Linked DNA regions of Sus scrofa: region 1 is linked to region 2. The links are chromatin contacts, called in public HiChIP or PLAC-seq maps. All regions are on one chromosome and are shown on one strand. The core of a region is the stretch at or near the end of the contact, and the rest is flanking DNA. Distances in the headings are between cores, read along the strand shown.

What was found. HiChIP or PLAC-seq counts read pairs in DNA pulled down with a chosen protein or histone mark.
Region 1: an H3K27ac HiChIP or PLAC-seq map of alveolar macrophages shows a contact between it and region 2. The contact joins the promoter of PYROXD1 here to the promoter of LDHB in region 2. A contact is called at or near these places in 1 of 47 Hi-C or Micro-C datasets (brain) and 1 of 2 datasets of contacts at active chromatin or transcription factors (alveolar macrophages).

Annotation. Positions count from the first base shown.
Region 1 is chr5:52,019,489-52,022,188 of Sscrofa11.1, forward strand. It overlaps PYROXD1 (pyridine nucleotide-disulfide oxidoreductase domain-containing protein 1), which reads right to left and starts at 1,356. Exons shown (of 12, transcript XM_021092253.1): 1 at 1,136-1,356. The coding sequence starts at 1,219. It also overlaps a transcript of SLCO1A2 not described here.
Region 2 is chr5:51,809,485-51,812,184 of Sscrofa11.1, forward strand. LDHB (L-lactate dehydrogenase B chain) reads left to right here and starts at 1,448. Exons shown (of 8, transcript XM_013988347.2): 1 at 1,448-1,605. The coding sequence starts at 1,483.

The DNA of each region.
Region 1 (2,700 bases), core at 106-2,605, 210 kb after region 2:
AGAATGATTTATAAGTCTGAAATACTGGTAGGAATTTCCAAAATATGACGGAGTCACAAAGTGAGCAAATGCTGTCAGAAAAATGGCACCTAAAAGGCTTGCTGGACAGGGTTGCCACAAACCTCCAACTTGTAAACAATGCAACGTGAAGTATAATAAATCAAAGTGCAATAAAATGAGCTATGCCTGTAAGACAAAAGGACATCTACTGTGAGAAAGGATACTTCTCCCCTAATTTACTACTTACCAACTCTAAAGGCACCCCTAAGATACCAAACACACTGAGGAAATAATTTACATGTCTCTTCCACTACCCTGTGGGTCTCTAAAAAGGAGGTACCATTCTCTGTATTTATCTGATCAGCCATTAGTACAGTGACTGGATTATAGGTGTTTACTTGGTGAATAAATGAAAAATACACATCCCAAGATTAAGAGTTGAGGAAAAATACTTCAAATTCTTATGACATCAGTGACTACTTATGTTTACTTTTTACCAGCGAAATAACCCATTCTTTATTAGAATACATGTATATATGTAGTCTGACTAGTCACTGTAAATCAGAAACTTATTCCCTCGCTGTATTTAATCCCTTGCTGGCTGTTTTACAAAACATTACTATAGATGACATATCTATAGTATCTTGGGAGTGCCAAGTACAGGAAACTTACGTAAGAGATTATCACTTAGTTATCTCTTAGTTATGATGCACTACGGACCTGGAATTTAGGCGGAAGCGGAATTCAATCAGCTAATTTAAGAAAAGGGGCTGAATTTTCCGACCAAGTACTTCCTAGTTATAACCCCTCCCACCCCCTAGCCCCCCCAACCCCCGGTCTGCTCCGCTATTACTAGGACCAGAAGCGGGTTCACTCTGCTTTAGTTTCCCCGCTAATAACTTGCTCGCCACCTCTCCTTTCAGCGCCTGAAGCGAAGCTTGAGAGGTACTAAGGATGTCACCTGACGGCCACGACACACTCTACAATACTTGGGAGCCGGAATGAGTGAAGGGAGAAAAACAAAGCGGCTAGAAAGCTACCTGGAAAAAGGACTAGGAAAGGCGGCAGGAGGGAACCCCGAGCGCCACCGCCGCCGGGGTCGAGGAGAAGGGAGAAGCCTGCGCGCCTGCTTTACCTGCTCCGCACAGGTAACGCCCGCGATGCCACCGCCGACCACCACAAACTTCCCTGCTGTAGGGGGCGAGCGCGCTACCTCCATGCTCTCGGACCTCCAGCGGTTTGCAGACAACAGTGGTGGAGCCAAAAAAGTTTGGATTTCGGGAGAGGGAGCGGCGCCAGGCGACCACTTCCGTCGTTTGCCCCTGAGAGTCCGAGGTACGGGTGCCTCGGAGCTCACACTTATTCCCTTCGCGCTCCTGAGAATCCGAGGTACGGGTGCCCGGGAGCTCATACTTAGTCTCTTCGCTTATCTGCTGGGGCTGCGGTTCCTAAGCGCAGAGGCGGCTTGTTGATTGCAGGGCTTTGCGTTATTATCACCGCTGCTAAATGTCTTTTTTCCACGTAGGTTTGATATGACAAAAGCCAAAGTAAAGTAGATGGGTTGTTCAAAGAGCCTTAACAGGTTGTCTAAGACAGATCAGTGTTCTCACGGGGCAGCGCGTTCTTAGAATCAATGAACTGCTCTGAACTTCTCACTGTTGGTTCCTGCGGGAGGTTAAACATAGTTCAACTCTTAAAACTCAATGGTAGAAGGAACATCATCCTTCCCTATCCTTAACCAAGCAATCTAAGATTTTACCTTTTGGAAGCAAATTATTCATAGACACATGAATCAAGGCAAAGCAATACTATGGATTGTTCTCTAAGAAGTTGTTCCCGTTGACAATTTTGATCTCAACGATAAATTTCTGCAGTATATAGAGTTGCTCGCCACTTTGTAAAAATAAACCACCATTTCCTCCCCAGTTTCCAGTAAATAACATCTGTGAAGACTGAATTAAATATTCCCAATCTAATTTGTAAAAATTATTTTTACGATATTCAAATTATTGCAGTATTTACTATTTTACATTATTTTACTATTTTCTATTACCTTCGCTGTCTAATATAATCCTTCCCCTGGGGGTTGTATTATAATATTAAGAAGGTGCTATTTCTCTAAATGGCTCATTCCAAAACTGGGAATTATCAGTCCCCCTTTAATTCTTAAATTCTGGAAATAACCAGGCTGTATAACAGGAAAACCTAACACATCTAATTACAGATATTTACTGATATCCCTAATAATGATTGTGCTTTGATTTAATAAGTTAAATAGTAGGCAGTTAAATAAGCAACTCTAATTCCTGTTACTAGCTTAGGCAACCAAATAATGCATTTCGAGGAGGAGGAGAATGTACTTTAAACCTGTATAGATCGAGTCTTGTTTACTTCTCTTACCTCTGTTTTCACTGGATCTCATTCAACTCACTGTGCTTTAGCTAGAACCACGCTTGCAGCTTCCAGGATAGGTATGTTCTTTCTTTTCTGAGCATTTGCACATAACTCTTTCTTTAATACTCTTTCCCAATGGGTTTTCCCTAGCTAATTCCCCGCTGACCTTTGGTTCAACCATCCATGACCTCCCTTAAGAAGCTTTATCTAATTTCTTTAAGACTGAGGCAGGTATCCTCTCTGTGTTCCAATAGTCCCTTGTCATCCCCTGAATTCAGAGTTAAAACACTTTTTTTTAATCTGATG
Region 2 (2,700 bases), core at 198-2,697:
ATGGTTCCTAGTCGGATTCGATAACCACTGAGCCACGACGGGAACTCCTCTCTTATTATTTTTTTTACTGTCCCTCCTTCCTCCCAAAGACAGAGTAGCAGGGATGGTAAGAAAGGGGCAAATTGGGGAGATATTTAAAAGTCGACAGGGGATATAGGTCAACTTTTTTGGAAAGCAGGTAAGTAAAGTCTAGGGTGGCTTCTGGATTTCTTTCTAGAGTGACTTGCTGGTCTTGCTTCAAACTTGGATTCAGGATAAACATAATAATACTTTTGAGGTTATCCATCAAATTCTTCTTCTCCCTGATCATGTTTCAATTTGTAACTAGACTTTCCTTTAGAGTCATCAATGTTCCCACTAACTGGACTCTGTAATCCTGGAGTTTGAGGTTTATCAATTCCTCTAGACACACCCTTTCTTAGGGCTCTTTGAATTTTTATCATATTTTAGCCAAATATCTATTATCACTTTTTATCACAATTGAAGGAATGTACCTACTTGTCTGTCTCCTTGGACTGGGAACACCTCAACAACACACTGCTATATATATTCATTTTGAACCTCCCATGCTTGGCACTGAGATTAAATTAAAGCATAAGATTAACGGCCATTTAACAAAAATAAATAACTACAAAAAAACACTAGCAAAAAAATTCCTTTCAAATACAGGGAGTTTGTGAGATTGCTATACCTGAAAGCATTTTATTAAACACACACTACTGAAGGCACAATAGGATGCCTTCAACTGCTTCATCATTCATCATTCATTCATTCATTCATTGAGGTACCAGGCACTGGGCTGAATGTTGGAAACACAGATAAATTGGCAACATGCAGCTTTGGAGTAACTCAGAAACCAACAGAGAAACTCCATCTTTCTGGTGGCCCCATTATCTGCCCTGGAGATCATACAGATTGGTAGAGAACTTCAGAAATCAGGCACTCGGCCTCACTAGTTTCACAGGCAACTAGCAGGTTAACGGTTGCATTTTTGCTGAACTGAATAAGGTGGGAAAAACCCACTAGTCATTATTGCACCGAATGAACTTTATATCGAAATGATGAGAAAAGAAAATTAAGTTTTATTAAAAAAAAAAAATCCAGAATCAGCAGCACTCTTCCAGGGGAACACACCACCAGCATCTTTGCTCAGAACAGTGGTCCTCTAAAATTGACCTGGAACGCAAAACAGAAATGTACTTCTATTCTGACTAAATTTATCCGAACAAGAGGAGAAGCGTCCAGAAGAGTTTAAGATGGCCAGGTTTTAGAAATAAGGCAGCCTCTGTGTGGAAAAGCCTCTCCGCCCAGAAGCTAGCTGAGAGCGAGGCCGCCTTAGCCGCCAGAAGGTGACCTCCTCAACCGGTCGGAGGGAGGGCTGGGCACGCTTGAGCCCACGTCCTTGAACCGGATTGAGCGAGCGGAGGGGAGGGGTGGGCGGTGCTCGGGTTTCCAATCACAATAGAGAAAGCTCGGAGGCTGATGAGGGGCGGGCCCCGCTTCCTCCTCCTTCCTTGCAGATCCTGCGCCAGAGCAGACGCACGCTGCCGACTTTGTCTCCTTCGGGCGACCCTTACAGCCGTCTCAAGAACTTTCACTCCTCTGGTAGGTTTCCACTCGGAATCCTGAATCCCGGCTCTCGGGCAAACCAGGTGGGATGTGGAGGGGAATCCTTGTATAGCAAGGACAGGGAAGGACCAGGAAGGGCATCTGCGCTCCCGGGCCTTTCTCCCTGAGCATCCGGATTCGGGTGGGGGCAGCCGGCTGGAGTGCGGAGCGGTGCGGGGGCGCTGCAACCAAGCCCCGGGCTTTGTCCGCTGTGCATCTGGGCTCGCCGCCAGCCTGAGCTCTCCCGGGGGACAGACTTGTTGCTTTTGCAGCTAAATCCCGGTTCCTACGTGTCCTTGATGGGCTCATGGCGCCGCATCACTCCCCGATGCCTGCTGGCTAGAGCCCCGACACGTGCTGGAGGAGCTGGGGGTTGGGGGGAAGGGACCAGATGACCCGTGAGGTCTGGCGGGTCGTAGGCGGCCACTACCTCGGGAATGTAAAAGTGCCCGGCTTTTCCGGAATGAGGGTAAAGGGTGATCTGTGGGTTTGACCCTGCCCTCCAGGCTGTATCCGACTGCGGCACCCGCATCCCCTCCCGGAGCTTTGGGCCGGTTCATTTCTGGCCTCTTTTCTTTTCTTTTTCTTTCTTTTTTTTTTTTTTTTTTTTTTTTTGTCTTTTCTAGGGCCGCATCCGTGGCATATGGAGGTTCCCAGGCTAGGGGTCCAATCGGAACTGTAATCGCCGGCTTACGCCACAGCCACAGCAACGCAGGATCCCAGTCGCGTCTGCGACCTACACCATAACTCACGGCAACGCGGGATCCTTAACGCACTGAGCAGGGCCAGGGATGGAACCTGCAACCTCATGGTTCCTAGTCGGATTCGCTAACCCCTGAGCCAGAACGGGAACTCCTCTGGCCTCTTTTCTTGATGCTTCAGGTGCTTTGTTTATTAGCCAGCTCTTGGTGTCCAGAGTAAGGAAAGCCTAGACTTCTTCCCCTAGATACCTTCTCCTAGGAGATTCATGGTTGCTGCTTCCCCTTTTGACCTGCGCTCTGCGCTGCGGGCGCCAAGAGGAAGAGGTGGCCCCTGGGCGGCCTGCACTGCAGTCTGTGGTTGGGGCCTTGAAGAGAGGGGGCGGGGAGAGCG